5 separate regions of the Mus musculus genome follow, and all the other regions are linked to region 1. Evidence: chromatin contacts called from public HiChIP or PLAC-seq and promoter capture Hi-C data. All regions are on one chromosome and are shown on one strand. Each heading gives the region's core, a stretch centred on a gene start, on an enhancer-like site or on the middle of the called end of the contact. The rest is flanking DNA. Distances are from core to core; before and after follow the strand shown. Region 1 holds the start of Krt8 (keratin 8). Region 2 has its middle 18 kb from the start of Krt83. Region 3 holds the start of Krt75 (keratin 75). Region 4 holds the start of Prr13 (proline rich 13). Region 5 holds the start of Myg1 (melanocyte proliferating gene 1).

Region 1 (2,700 bases), core at 8-2,507:
CACTCTGATAATGGGATAATGAGTTCAGAGAGACAGGTGCAGGGAGACAGGGTACTATCCTCATCACATCTGGCCAGCCTGGGGCCGGGGGCAGAGGAGAAGGGTCCAGGTGGCTGGAGAATGAGTCACCACCAGCAGGGCCATCCCGTTCCAAGGCACCATGAGTCACTGCCCTGGCAGCCTGGGGAAGGTGTCTCCAAAGAAGCGATTGCAACAAAGCCCCTGTGCCTCTATTCTCTGGGGTCTCCCTTTTCTGCCTTGGCCTCTGTCCCTCAGTCTTTGTTATTCCTCGAGGCCTCTGTCTGGTCTGGGGAATTCTCTCGGGTCTGGGTAGGAAAGGAGAATACTGTGCTGTGTCCAGAGAGAAGAGCTGCGTTTGATTTCTCTTTACCTTGCACAAGAGAGAAGACAGCTAGAAGCCTGTGTTTCATTCATTCCTCAAATATCTACCTACCTTCCCACCCCCCTTTGCCAGCCTATGGGTGCAGGATGCTGCACAGGTAGCGGGGTGGGGTAGTGGTGTTAGCTGTAACCTGGGCAGACAAAGCAAACAGGAGCTTGGGAACGAAAGGGCCCTGCTGGTCAGCCTGGCCAGCTCCACCTAAAGGAGGTCTCTTGGAGGTATTAGGAGAGACCAGCCAGAGATGTGGTGGATGAGGCACACCCTCAGTCCTAGTGCTGGCTGGTAAAGGCCGGTGCCGGCTTTGGTTAGGCTTCAGGGTACTTATACCCCCAAAGGGGTTGTGACCCCCCCCCCCCAAGATTCTGAACCACAGGATATTTGATATGTCACCTCTGGGAAAACATAGCTCTATCCCTAGAGGGATTGCAACCCACTGGTGGAGAACCTACAGCATATCTGTTACGTGACTCCCGAGGAAGGGCCCTTCCGACCTTCCTTGAGTTTCAACTTCTAGTGAGTTCTAGTAGCTTGCCTGTGTTGAGTTGAGACCCAGTGTTTTAAACTAAAATGCCTGGGAACCCTTTCAGCCCAAGTAGTTCTCACAGGAGGGCAGGAGATAAGACAGCTTAGGTCAGAGATCCCAGGCTCACTTCCTGCCTTCACAGGGATCAATTGCTCTCTCCTGGATTTTTAGGGTGGGGCTGGAGAGGGATCCCGGGTGGGAACAGCTCTCTGCTGCCCTCACCTGAGTCCCGTCTGGAGGTTGCAGACGTTGGGTTAGGCCCTGCCCTCTAGTGTCTAGCCACTCAGGTAAGAGGCCCTTTTCCCTCCCCTGGGGCTGGCCTCTTCTTTTATAAAGGGCCTTCGCTGGGCGCTGTCCCACCGTCTAGAAGCAGCTGCTTAGCTCGCTCTCGAACCTCCGTCTTCAGCTCACTGCCTTCGCTCCAGACTTCACCATGTCCATCAGGGTGACTCAGAAATCCTACAAGATGTCCACCTCCGGTCCCCGGGCCTTCAGCAGCCGCTCGTTCACGAGTGGACCCGGTGCCCGCATCAGCTCTTCCAGCTTTTCCCGGGTGGGCAGCAGCAGCAGCAGCTTCCGGGGAAGCATGGGCACCGGCGTGGGTCTGGGCGGCTTTGGCGGGGCTGGTGTCGGGGGCATCACAGCCGTCACGGTGAACCAGAGCCTGTTGAGCCCCTTGAAGCTGGAGGTGGACCCCAACATCCAGGCTGTGCGCACTCAGGAGAAGGAGCAGATTAAATCCCTGAACAACAAGTTCGCCTCCTTCATTGACAAGGTGAGACCCCTCTCTTCCCGACTAACCGTCCTGCGCTCGCTCTTTCTTCTGCTGACACAGAGATGCGTACATCTCTCCTCGCACCCCCCATGAGCTCCTGTTGGGACCCACCCATTCTGGCCACACTCTCTTCTACTTCTCTCATACCCTTTGGCTTGGGCCCAGAGGGTCTGAAGTGCTTGTGACTAAATCTTGGAGCACCTTCCCATTCACTGGAGGGCCTGGTCCCTTCCCTGTGGCTTTGCTCTCTGGTGGCGGGGACGCCCCCTCGCCCCCCCGCCCCCAACTGCCCCAAGGTTTCCTCATGGTGCCCCGTGCATTGTGTATTTTTCTATCTTCCTGTTAAATAATGGAGGGCGGTGTAAGGATTTTAGAAGGTTTCAGGTGTCTTGATTGAACCCGACAAACGCATATGGAGGTCTTTGGTGCCCAAGGCTAGAGAGTGGGGGCTCCAGGCTGAGTCACTGCTCGGCCCCTGCCCTGCTCCAGTGGGCGGGGCCGCTGTAGAGCCAGGGCGGAGGTCTTGGGTCTGCCCTTCCACCAGGAGTGGGGTGGGGTGGAGGGGAGGGTGAGTCTCAGGGCTCCGCCTCGGGAAGGCCCGTGCGAGATTCAAAGTCTGCGGGCGTTGGACACTCCGCTCCTGTTTCACGACCTGTTAAGACCGGAGTTTATGGCCTCAGATAGCGTCGGCCTACCCACGCCCCTCTGCGAGCTTGGCCCTTGTACCCCTTTCACTCTTTCTACGGTGGCTCCGCCCCAACTGCCTGGTTCCTTTGCAAGCCGAAAGCCAGGCCAGGTTTTGCAGTCCTGTGGCACAGTGGCCTTCGTGGCCCCGGGACGATTGGCCCTTTTTTGCTGACTGGCTCCTGAGAGGCGGTGTGGGAACGGGAGGAGGGAAAACACGGGGCTGAGCCTGTGGAATCACAGGACGCCCCAGGAGCGTCTGCCTCTTCTTCACAAGGGTTTACTAGCTCCAACGGTCCGGTCCCTAACTCCCCC
Region 2 (2,700 bases), core at 15-2,514, 500 kb after region 1:
CAGTGTGGCAAAGGAGAGGAGTCACACGGGCCTCCTCCAAATGTGGTGCCACCCCAGCAGTAGGCCAACTTTTCTGGTTCTCCACAGCCAGACTTCCCATCCTGATGTCTGGATAGCTGAGGTCTCCAGGCATGGAATCCTGTCTCACAGGAAAAGCAAACTGCTTCCCTGCAGCCCCAGTGGTGCACACATGCACATGCACACACACAAAGCTGCAGAACTTGACTGCTTATTGGAGAGTGATTAATAAACAAGCCATATTCCTCTGGTGCCGTCCCTAGGGCCTTTTCCTGCCCACTCCCACTGGAGACGTTTGCCCCCTACCTGCTCTTCAGCCCTGGTTTCTGGTGCCTCCTCCTTCTGTTCCTCTCCTCCGGTCTCTGTTGCTCTGTGTCCTATGCACTCCACCCACACTGGGAGCTCTTCTCTCCTTCCCCTGAGCCCTAGAGCAGTCTGGGGAACTAGGAGCTGAGGCTAAACAGCAGAAGTAGACAGCAGGTGGTCAGAGCTGACTCTGGAGGGGTACACTTGAGGCTCAAGGTGAGAGGCTGAAGATTTTATAGGCCTTGGTGGATGGAACAGAGGTTTTTGGGTGAGAACAAATGTGTCTATTTCAGCAAAATTGTTTCTGTCAGCTTGTAGCATTGATTCCCACAGTACTGTAATATAAGAAGGCTATAGAAAATACACTAAGGGCTGATGTGGTAACGACCTGCAGTCCTCCCCGTCTGTCTCTTGCATCTTTTTATATCATTCCTATAGTCATCCTCACTCCCTCTCAGAGGACCGTTCTACTTTGTGCCAGTGGACCGAATCAGAGGAAGAGCACTGGACACCAGTACTGATGACCACGTCCTCTGGGCCACGAGAGATGGGGGAACCGAGGTCCTCACAGACATTCCACTACCCTTGGAATGGCTCATACCTGTGGACAGAGACAAAAGATCCGAAATTGAGCAAGCCAACTCAGTCAGCCAACAGGTTCTCCAGCACAGGAGTGAGGATTAAAAAGAAAAAAAAGACAATTAGACAACATTGACAACATTGTAGTATGACCCCAGCCAGTTCTGAGGCTGAGGTGGGTTTATTTCTTCCCCAATCTGCTTTTATACCATTTTAATTACATGCCATTAATAAGGGCAAGCAGTACAACAAACAGAAATAGTCAAAGAACAAGCAAGGCAATAAAGTCCCAGGGTCACTCCGGAGATCGATGTTTCTAAGGGCTTATCAGGATAATCAAGATATCTGAGCCTACTTCCCTGTCCTGGCCCAAAGTCACATTCATGCCTGAAGTCTACTTCTTTGTTCTAGCCTAAAATTAGATTCCTGCCTGAGCTTACTTCCTTGTCATGGCTCAAGGTCAGATTCCTGCCAAGCAGCCCCAAAAAGTTCTCTACAAGAAATCTCTTCATAACAGAAGTTGTGTAACCCAGAATCATCACCCTGCTGCTGGGCCTCCAGCTTACAGCACTGGGGAGAGAGGCGGGAAGGGGTTTGGAAAGGATTGGGGATTCCCTGTGGGTTGTCAATGTCCTTGGTCACATTATTCCCTGACACGTAAAATGGTCACCTTTAGCTGTGTGGTGGTACACACCTCTAATCCCAGCACTTGGGAGGCAGAGTGCTGGGATTATAGGTGGGTATCACCACGTCTAGGCCTCTTTTCCTTTATTTTTGTGACACTTTATTATAAAATTTATTTGATTTCACATGTGAGCCAGCAGAGGGAAGAAATGTTAACACTGGGGTAGCCCTGACAGTAATTAGTGGCATTGCTGTATATCTGTATGCCAACGTTTATTTACGAGGTTTACAAATGTTATGTTATTCACCTTCAGACTGACTCTGCAGGCTTGTCAGGACATGCACGGTTGTCTCCACTCTGCAGAGAAGAGAAAGACTCAGAGCAGCTGTGACTTGTCTAGTTATCCGCTGGGAAGGGCCAAGTACAAATTACAGATGCTTCTGTTCTGGGTCTCAACCTGTGACCCACGGAGTCCAGCATGCTGGAGGAAGAGCCTGCCTGCAATGGACACCAGCTGGCCGCCGCATCTCCCCACTTCCTCCATGAAGACTGCATATGAGCCACACGACAGTGGGGCCCTTTCCCACAAGTCTTTAGCTCCTCTATGACATGTGATAAATCTTCCATCGAGGTCGAGAAGAAGGTGGAAACTGAGTCAGGAATGTATGCAAAGTCAGTATTGTGGCATCACAAGTCCAGGGCCACGCTGTCTTTTCCTTATTTCATGCAGAAAAAATAAATTAGAAACTTCTTTGATGTATGTACAAAAAAATAAAGTTCAAAATTGACCAGTGATCTCAATGATCCGAGTGTGAGAGGAGGTGGTGTCAATCTAGTTGTGGGAGAAAGGCAGAGAACGTCACAAACACTGTGGAGTTCCTGCAACACAGAGGACATCTCTAATCCCGTGGAGTTCCTACACAGAAGACATCACTAATACTGTGGAGCTCCTCCTTAGAAGCCCTTAAAGGAAGACCCAACAGACTTGGCCACATTCAGGCTGAAGGTTTCTGTTCAATAACAGACATCAAGCAAAGAAAGCAGACATAAGTAGACTGGTGGAGACCAGTGCCTGCTTCATGAGACACCAAAGGGTTACAGGTGAATGGAAGGACGAGGTGAAGTTGCAGATCCCCCAAGGGAAAACAAAAGAAAAGGATCTCAGCTTAAAA
Region 3 (2,700 bases), core at 115-2,614, 430 kb after region 1:
CTTGCTCTGCAAGCCCGATGACCTGACCCGAGCTTCATCCCTGGATCCTGTGGTCAAAGAAGAGAACTCTTGAAAATTGCCATTTGATCACCACACATGTGCTATCGTGTGTGTGCAGCAGACACACACACACACACACACACACACACACACACACACACTAATAATAATAACAACGGCTTCTCCAGTAACTATCACTTGGAGCTGCTCTGATGAGAGAAATAAGAATTGGATAAGAATAAGGATACAGGTCTTCAGAACCGAATAGTCTGGGAGACTTCCAGAAGATAGCCTCAAAGATAGTGTTACTATGTATACCATTTTGTTCAAAGTTACCCAGCATGCTTCAGTTTTGCCTTCCCAACAGGACCCTGAGCTTACTGATAAAAATCAAGAATGTGTGTTACATTTCTTCCAAACCCTCACAGGACTCACTCAAGGATGAACATGTGGCCAGTCATTCATGAATACCTGTCTTATCTGCCGAAGACTGACACAGTGGACCTATCCTCTGCATTTATATGGCTGAAGCACTGTGAAAGCAGTTTTCATATGCGAATACTCTCCATAAACTCATTCCGCAGACACACACTGAGCCTCAGAAAAGTTGTATCATCAGTACAAGGACCCACTGCCCAGTGCACTACTGGACCAGCCACTGGAGGGGTTGGAATCCAAACCCAAGTGTTTCTGTTCCCACTCCTGTCCACAGACGACAGAGTGACAAACAGCCTTCAAAGGCAAAGATGGGCACAGACATGGCATCCATGTGTGTGCATATCGACACAAGTGCTACAGGAAATCACATGATACCCAGCAGGCATGAATGATTTGGAGCAAAATTAAAGGGCCATTCATGTTGTGTGGAAGCCTAAGGAAGATGAACACCAACCTGGAGGACCAGCCTTATAGGCTGGAGAAGCTGCTGAGAAAATGCTCCAGCATAAGAAACACGGGAAGGAACAGGAGACAGTGTTGCAGCCGCTTGTGTTGACACAAGATGTTTGGACTGGAGGGAGTTGGTCCTGCGCCTAAGAAAGCGGTTCAAAAATGAGGCAGTGTTTTTGAGTCCATTAGAAGATGCATGGTTAGGACATGACTGAAAGCAATTAAGTTTATTCTCACTGGTCTGCTGATCAAGTTACAACTAGAAAGAAGTTTCCACGTGGGGGAGGGGGAGAGGGAGGCAGCAAACCAACCAACCGGTGGCTTTTTTTTTAATGCCATTTTCTGCGGGGTACTCAGGGTGAGCTCAGGGCTGGCAGATGCCTAGGGGATGCCATCAGCAGGGGCCCCTTCATTAATCAAGCTCCGCCCTTTGGGGGAGGCCCATAAAAGTCTAAGGACCTGCACCTCCCTAACCGCCTGGCTTCTCTATCCCCTTCACGAATCTACGAATCTACCTCGGAGCTCCTGTGCTGCCTTCTTCGCCCATCATGTCCCGGCAATCCACCATCACCTTCCACTCCGGCAGCCGCAGGGGCTTCAGCACAGCCTCAGCCACCACACCTACGGCTGGACGCTCCCGCTTCAGCTCCGTGTCTGTGGCCCGCTCCTCAGGAAACAGTGGGGGACTGGGCAGGATCAGTGGTATTGGTTCTGGCTTTGGAAGCCGCAGCCTCTACAACCTAGGGGGGACCCGGCGGGTCTCCATTGGTGGCTGTGCTGGCAGTGGCTTCAGGGGTGGCTTTGGTGGCAGGACTAGCAGTGGCTTTGGGGGCAGCAGTGGCTTTGCTTATGGAGGTGGCATTGGAGGGGGCTTTGGTGGCCCTGGCTTCTCTGTCTGTCCCTCTGGAGGCATTCAGGAAGTTACTGTCAACCAGAGCCTCCTGACTCCCCTCAACCTGCAAATCGACCCCACTATCCAGCGGGTGCGGAAAGAAGAACGGGAGCAGATCAAGACTCTGAACAACAAGTTCGCCTCCTTCATTGACAAGGTGGGACCTGTGCTCACCCATCCAAGTTCCCAGTGCATGGAGTCACTAGGTGGGGGTGGCTCATCTCTGGAGATAGCAACAATGGGGGAAGGGTCCCCAGGAGAACTTTGCTCAACCAGTGCCATCCATGGACATTCTCAAGTCAGGCCATCTGGCCCACAGGACTCTTAGAGATGCTTCCTTCTCCTCTCTGGGAGTCCCCCTCCAGAAAGAGGGGTTCTAACTATGCTACTACCAAAGTATCAGCATTGAGAAACTCAACCCAGACTCCGTGACTCCTGCTATGTTGGTCCCCATGTCCAGTCCATTAAAATCCTAGAGTCTCTAGGGTACTTCCATGGGCTTTCTCATTTGGAGGTGGATTTATCATAACATAGCCGCTGATCGATCACGGCGTAAAAGCCCCTTTGTGCTTGTCTCCTTTGTTAGCAGGTGTGCCTGTTTCTGCCTCCCCGGCTTCTCAAGTGAGGCTCATTCTCTCTGCTCCCCTGTAGGTACGCTTCCTGGAGCAGCAGAACAAGGTCCTGGAGACCAAGTGGAATCTCCTGCAGGAGCAGGGCTCTAGGACAGTCAGACAGAACCTGGAGCCTTTCTTCGATACATATGTCAATGACCTCCGCCGGCAGCTGGATGGCATCACAGCTGAAAGAGGCAGACTGGATGCTGAACTGAGGAACATGCAGGAGGTTGTAGAAGACTTCAAAGTCAGGTGAGTGGGGAGACAGTCTCCTGGCTGCACACAACCGACCCTGGGGCTGTTTCC
Region 4 (2,700 bases), core at 102-2,601, 450 kb before region 1:
GGATAAGGGGGACGACACGGAGGGAAAGCTGGGTTTCCCTGGGGAATTCCGGGAGGACAGGGGCCAGGGGGAAAGGCAGGATTGAGAGGTGGTGGACAGGCAGGATTGGAACCTCCTGGGCACACAACTTGGGGTGGATATGGATTCGGTCCTGGAAGAAGAATCCGAGAATAAAGATTAGAACTGTCCGGAACCTCTATCAACACATAATACAAATCACTACCGTTCTTAAGCCTTATGGAAAGGCAGAACTTGGTAACTAGCAGTGGTCCGGTGGCTTTGCTTTTGCTTGGGGCTGCGGGGATAGATAGAAACTTCCTGTTTCATTGCAAAATGGGCTGGGGCAGGTCAGAGGAGAGCCCCCAGGAACTTACCAGCATTAGGATTCCACATGTCGAGATGTTAGCTCAAGCCTAGGAAGTAAACCAGGCAAAGTCTGAAGGTTCCAGGAAGGGAGGAGGATTTTCGAGAACCCGAGCCCCACCCTACAGCCTCCACCCTACCAAGACTCTCACAGATAAACCTCCACTTAAAAATGGGCTGCACTCTGGAAACAGAGGCAGGTGGATCTCTGAGTTCCAGACCAGCCTGGTCGAAAAAGAGTTACAGGACAGCTAGAGCTACCCTGTGTCAAACCCAAAACAAAAGGAAATGAAAAAAAGTTCCCTGCTGGGCGTGGGGGTGCACACCTTTAATACCAGCACTTGGGAGGCAGAGGCAGGCGAATGAGGCCAGCCTGGTCTACAAAGTAAGTTCCAGGACAGCTGGAGCTATACAGAGAAACCCTGTCTCGAAATAACAAAAACAAACAAACAAACAAAAACAAAACAAAAAAAAAAGTTCCCTTTTTCTTTCCCGCATCCTCATAGCCTACTCTAGCCCAGGATTTAAATCACAGGAACTCTCTTCCCAGGGCCCCTCCCACTTTCACTATCTCACCTGGATGGAGAAGTCTCATTTCCCTCTCCCTGGAAAGGGACCGGAGGCCTTTAAGCATCCGTAGTGTGAGATGGGACCTAAACTCCCTGCTCGCCCCGGGGGCACCCCTGAAGTGAAGCTAAAATAAACAAATAAATAAAAATAAATAAATAAACAAACAAATAATCCCATCCTGAATATCAAGAAAGACACTCCAGGTCCCAAAACTCTTAGAACACACACACAACCCCCAAAGAGCAAATGGAGTTCTTAGTTCTCAGGAATAAATGGATCCCTGGCCCAGCTAAGAGGAGAGATGGAATTTGGGAGGCCAGATGCCCTGTCACCTTCCCAGATCGCCAGCCCGCTCCTGTCCTCCTTCTCAGTCTGGGTTCGCACTTCCTGGTCACTCCTATTCATTCTATACTTCCGCACCGCCCCTGTGACCTAGTTAATAATTATGTGATCACTTTGACACGATGATTGGAGAACTGACTTGTCAATCGCTGTGGTCCAACTAAACAAGGAGGAAACCGTTGCGCTGGCCGCCAGGCGGAGCCTTAGGGAGAAAACATTGCGTTGTGAAATACATACAGGTGAAATACGGAGACGCAGCGGAAATGCTCCTTAGGGCGGGACCGAGGCGGGGTCAGCTCCAAGCAAGGACCTGAGCCAACGAGATAAACTCTCACTGTTTTTTTTTGTTGTTGTTTTGCTTAAATTTTAAGATTTTTTTTTTTAATGTGTATGAGTGTTTTGCCTCAGTGTATGTGCACCAAGTGCCTGCTTGATGGGTAGACTTGTCTGTAACCTAGCATTTTGGAAATGGAGGAAGAGAATCAGAATTTAAAGACAATATTAGCTTCTTAGGGAACCCTACATAAAACCTCAGAGAGAGCTCTGTCATGATGGCACAACACCTTTAGTCCCTGAACTCAGGAGGCAGAGGCAGGTGAATCTCTGAGTTTGAAACCAGCATGGTCTGCATAGTGAGTTCCAAGACAGCCAGAGCCACACAGACCAGCCCTGTCTCTGACTCGGAAAATAACAACAAAAACAAACAAACAAAAAAAGGCCTCAGAGAACAAAAGGAGGAAGTTCTGCTGAGTCCCAGCCCTGGGCTTCAATGTTGCCAGCTGCTAGAACCACAGCCTGTGGTTCTTTTTTTGTAGAAAGATAAGAGACAGGGTTTCAATGTGTTCAGCAGATGGTGCAGTTATAGTTTCATGTCATTGTTCTGGGTAACTAAGTGAATTCATTTTTGGTTTTGATGTTTTTGAGACAATCTACCAGTATGACTTGGGTTGACTTTGGATGAAAAGCAGTCATCCCATATCTCTCTCTCTCTCTCTCTCTCTCTCTCTCTCTCTCTCTCTCGGGTGCTAGAAAAACAAAAGCAAGCCACAACTCTCAGAATTTTTTTTTTTTGGTTTTTCGAGACAGAGTTTCTCTGTATAGCCCTGGCTGTCCTGGAACTCACTTTGTAGACCAGGCTGGCCTCGAACTCAGAAATCCACCTGCCTCTGCCTCCCGAGTGCTAGGGTTAAAGGTGTGGGCCACCAAGCCCAGCTAACCCCAGCACTTTGCAGATAGGGCTTACAGGATCCTGAGTTCAAGGTCACCCTTGGCAACACAGAGAGTTTTAGGTCATCCTGCGCTACATGAGACCCTGTTCATAGATAAAATGATGAATAAATCAAGGACTTTCCCACAAGCCACACAAGGCCTGGACCTTAGCTGTCTACATTCCTCTCCCCACCCTCTACACTTTTATTTTATTTT
Region 5 (2,700 bases), core at 101-2,600, 330 kb before region 1:
TGAGACACCTGACAAAAATCAACTTCAGAGGCAAAAAATGTTTATTTTAGCTCACAACATCACAACATCCCATCACAGAGGGGAAGGTGGGAGAAACTTAGAATGGGGAGTCACATCTCACCCAGACAAGAGCAGAGAGACAAGTGCATGCAGGCTGCTAGTGCTTGGCCATCTTCCTTCGCTCACACAGCCCAGGGATTAGTGCCTCCCACAGTGGGCAGGGCCTTACAGGGCAATCAAAGACACCCTACAAACACGGCCAACCCCATCTGGATACCCCCTCAACGGACCGATTCCCAGGTGATTCTAGAATCGAAATTTTATCAAACTGATAACTAACCATCATGGGGCTGGAGATGGCTAAAAGAGCTGGCTGCTCTTGCAGAGGAGGCAGGTTCAATTCCCTGCATCCACGCGGTGTCTCATGACTTCTTTAACTCCAATTCCAGGGGATCCTGATACCTTTTTTCCGTCCTCCTTGGACACCAATGCATTTGATGTACAGACATGAATGCAGACAAGACACCCCTACTCTTAAAGTAGAATAAAAACAAAGCAAAAGGCCACCTCAGTAGATTATCCTTGAACTAGAAGGATCCAGCAGCTTGTGGCAAGGACAAGTGAATGGAAAACTGCCAGTGTGAAAAAAAGTTATGGCGGGAGGGACCTGAGGGAGGTTCCAGGCCAAGGAGCAGGCTCGAAGCGAGCTTTAATTCCCAGAGCGATAAATTGCTTGACTTCAACGATGAGGAGGCAGTGGTCTTTGCTGTCATGAACTTGGGCAGTGGGTGGTGGGATTGGAGCACTAAAGCTAAATCAAGAAAGTCAAGAGAACAGGCAGCGAGTGTGAACTCACCTCTGGTGATGATCATAACGGTGACTCTGGGGGTTGTACTCACCGCCCACATCCACCACGATGTCACACGAAGCCAACTTTTCAGGATCCCGAGTCCGCACAATCTCTGCGTTCTGCAGGCACAGAGGAAGGGGCTGTCAGGTAGGAGTCAGGATTAAAGTTGGGTTTCCAGGGCGTGCGTCTCGGGGAAGGCGGTTCTCAGGCCATTGCAGCATCAGAGGGGACCGGGTTAGGTTCGCAGGTCCGTACCGCGTACTCGGGCAGGAGGCGGAGCAACGCGCAAGCCAGAGCTTCATCGCAGTGGAAGGTGCCGTTGTGCGTCCCGATTCGGGGCGGTGCCATGAGGTTGTTGCGAGGTCTTTTAGCGGGCGGATCCTGCTCTGAGCCAAGCATGCGGTGCTGGGCTTGGAGAACTGACCGGAGCGGCAATGTTAAGATACCACGCAGGAAACGTCTACCCATATAGTTCCCTCCAAGGGAAGGTCGACCCGGAAGAGGAAGTGTCAGGCACAGCTTCACTTCCGCCCGCCATCCGTCCCCATGGCAACAACACTGTGCACTACTTAGCGCAAAACCTTTTTACAGGTCCCCAAACCTCTGGTTGGAACCTCTATAAGGCCGTGTGGCTAGGGGGCTCTTGGCAAAAGTACACCTCCTGGGCACTCCCAGTTCAGCACCAGGCCCTTGTTTAATGCAAGAATAGACCACCCCATTTGCGCAGCGGTCACATTTATTAACATTAAACACAAAACACTCTCTTCCCAGGCCACTTTCCCAGGAGGCCATTGCCGGAAAAAGTCCCAGGCCCCTTGAAGAAGGGTCCCTCACTCTGCTTCATTTCTGCAGTGCACTCTCAGGCTTTGACCGTGGCCTGCGCTGCCCCCAGGGCTGTGAGCTGCTGAATCTTCTGGCTCATCATTTCCATGACAGCTACAAGAAAAGAAGGAGCAGTCACAGCCTAGTGAGAACCCAGGGCTAAGAACACTGCCGTTAAACTGTGGGGGACACAAACACACAGACTTAGAGTCTACAGGGTTGTCAGTATGCTAACCACTGGAATGTAAAAATAAACAAAATGTTAACCATAAGCAGAAAAGACTGTCAGACTGGAGGCCATATTCAATCCCTAACACCACTCAAAAAATAAATCAGGAGGCTGCGCCAAGTAGACTGGCTATAGAATCTAGGCTATTTTCTTTTCTTCTTTTTTTTTTTACGGTTTTTCAGACAGGGTTTCTCTGTATAGGCCCGGCTGTCCTGGAACTCACTCTGTAGACCAGTCTGGAAATCAGAAATCTGCCTGCCTCTGCCTCCCGAGTACCGGGATTAAAGGCGTGCGTGCCACCACGCCCAGCTTATTTACAGCCATTTCATCCCGAATCATTAACAGGAATCTTTCTTCTCAGTCATTCAAACACTTACATACGTTACATCACTTTCAGAATCTAGATAATAACACGCCAGATATCAAAGAGAAACAGAAACATCTTTCACGTTGTTGCTTGTTTTGAGACAGGCTCTTTACATAGTCCTGGCTGTCCTCAAACTCACTGAGATCTGCCTCCCACAGAGACATGGTTTTAACCTGGAGGAGATGTCCTCAAGTCTCATGCTACAATCCATATTCTTCCTTCATACTTGTATGGGGTGTGGGCATGTGTCCACCACTAGGCATATGTGATGTGTGGAGGAGACCAACGGAGAACATGAGGCGTCTTGTTGTGCTTTGTCGTTCTCTGCCTACCCCTTGAGACAGGGTCTTTATTGAGCCTCACCAATTCAACTAGGCTGGCCAGCCAGTGAACTCCTAGGATCTATTTGTCTCTGTTCCACCAGCATTGGGC

What was found. Promoter capture Hi-C pulls out the DNA fragments that hold promoters and counts their contacts. HiChIP or PLAC-seq counts read pairs in DNA pulled down with a chosen protein or histone mark.
Region 2: an H3K27ac HiChIP or PLAC-seq map of trophoblast stem cells shows a contact between it and region 1, with 5 times the contacts expected there. The contact joins the enhancer-like site here to the promoter of Krt8 in region 1. A contact is called at or near these places in 7 of 39 promoter capture datasets (the 3T3-L1 cell line, 3T3-L1-derived adipocytes, the C10 cell line and 3 more), 1 of 15 datasets of contacts at CTCF or cohesin (the NIH/3T3 cell line), 1 of 484 Hi-C or Micro-C datasets (bone marrow-derived macrophages), 5 of 115 datasets of contacts at active chromatin or transcription factors (embryonic stem cells, epiblast stem cells, pancreatic cancer cells and 1 more) and 2 of 9 other capture datasets (embryonic stem cells and macrophages).
Region 3: a promoter capture Hi-C map of second pharyngeal arch cranial neural crest shows a contact between it and region 1, with 4 times the contacts expected there. The contact joins the promoter of Krt75 here to the promoter of Krt8 in region 1. A contact is called at or near these places in 9 of 39 promoter capture datasets (3T3-L1-derived adipocytes, the C10 cell line, the HPC-7 cell line and 6 more) and 3 of 9 other capture datasets (adipose tissue, embryonic stem cells and liver).
Region 4: a contact with region 1 is called in an HNF4G HiChIP or PLAC-seq map of pancreatic cancer cells. The contact joins the promoter of Prr13 here to the promoter of Krt8 in region 1.
Region 5: a contact with region 1 is called in an HNF4G HiChIP or PLAC-seq map of pancreatic cancer cells. The contact joins the promoter of Myg1 here to the promoter of Krt8 in region 1. A contact is called at or near these places in 1 of 39 promoter capture datasets (liver), 1 of 115 datasets of contacts at active chromatin or transcription factors (pancreatic cancer cells) and 1 of 9 other capture datasets (liver).

Annotation. Positions count from the first base shown.
Region 1 is chr15:102,002,899-102,005,598 of GRCm38.p6, reverse strand. It overlaps Krt8 (keratin 8), which reads left to right and starts at 1,257. Exons shown (of 9, transcript NM_031170.2): 1 at 1,257-1,701. The coding sequence starts at 1,360.
Region 2 is chr15:101,507,750-101,510,449 of GRCm38.p6, reverse strand. No RefSeq gene overlaps it. Among named protein-coding and RNA genes, the nearest start is that of Krt83, 18 kb to the right of the region's middle. Within about 2 kb of position 1,264, at least 6 of the 459 cell types and tissues checked have an H3K27ac peak or open chromatin away from gene starts, as enhancers often do. A contact at or near this core is called in trophoblast stem cells, where this site is marked.
Region 3 is chr15:101,572,568-101,575,267 of GRCm38.p6, reverse strand. It overlaps Krt75 (keratin 75), which reads left to right and starts at 1,364. Exons shown (of 9, transcript NM_133357.3): 1 at 1,364-1,937; 2 at 2,432-2,646. The coding sequence starts at 1,437.
Region 4 is chr15:102,457,821-102,460,520 of GRCm38.p6, reverse strand. It overlaps Prr13 (proline rich 13), which reads right to left and starts at 1,351. Exons shown (of 4, transcript NM_001170911.1): 1 at 1,266-1,351; 2 at 375-413; 3 at 1-151. The coding sequence starts at 393.
Region 5 is chr15:102,330,359-102,333,058 of GRCm38.p6, reverse strand. It overlaps Myg1 (melanocyte proliferating gene 1), which reads right to left and starts at 1,350. Exons shown (of 7, transcript NM_021713.2): 1 at 1,106-1,350; 2 at 857-969. The coding sequence starts at 1,318. Pfdn5 (prefoldin 5) reads right to left here. Exons shown (of 6, transcript NM_027044.3): 6 at 1,569-1,786. The coding sequence ends at 1,710.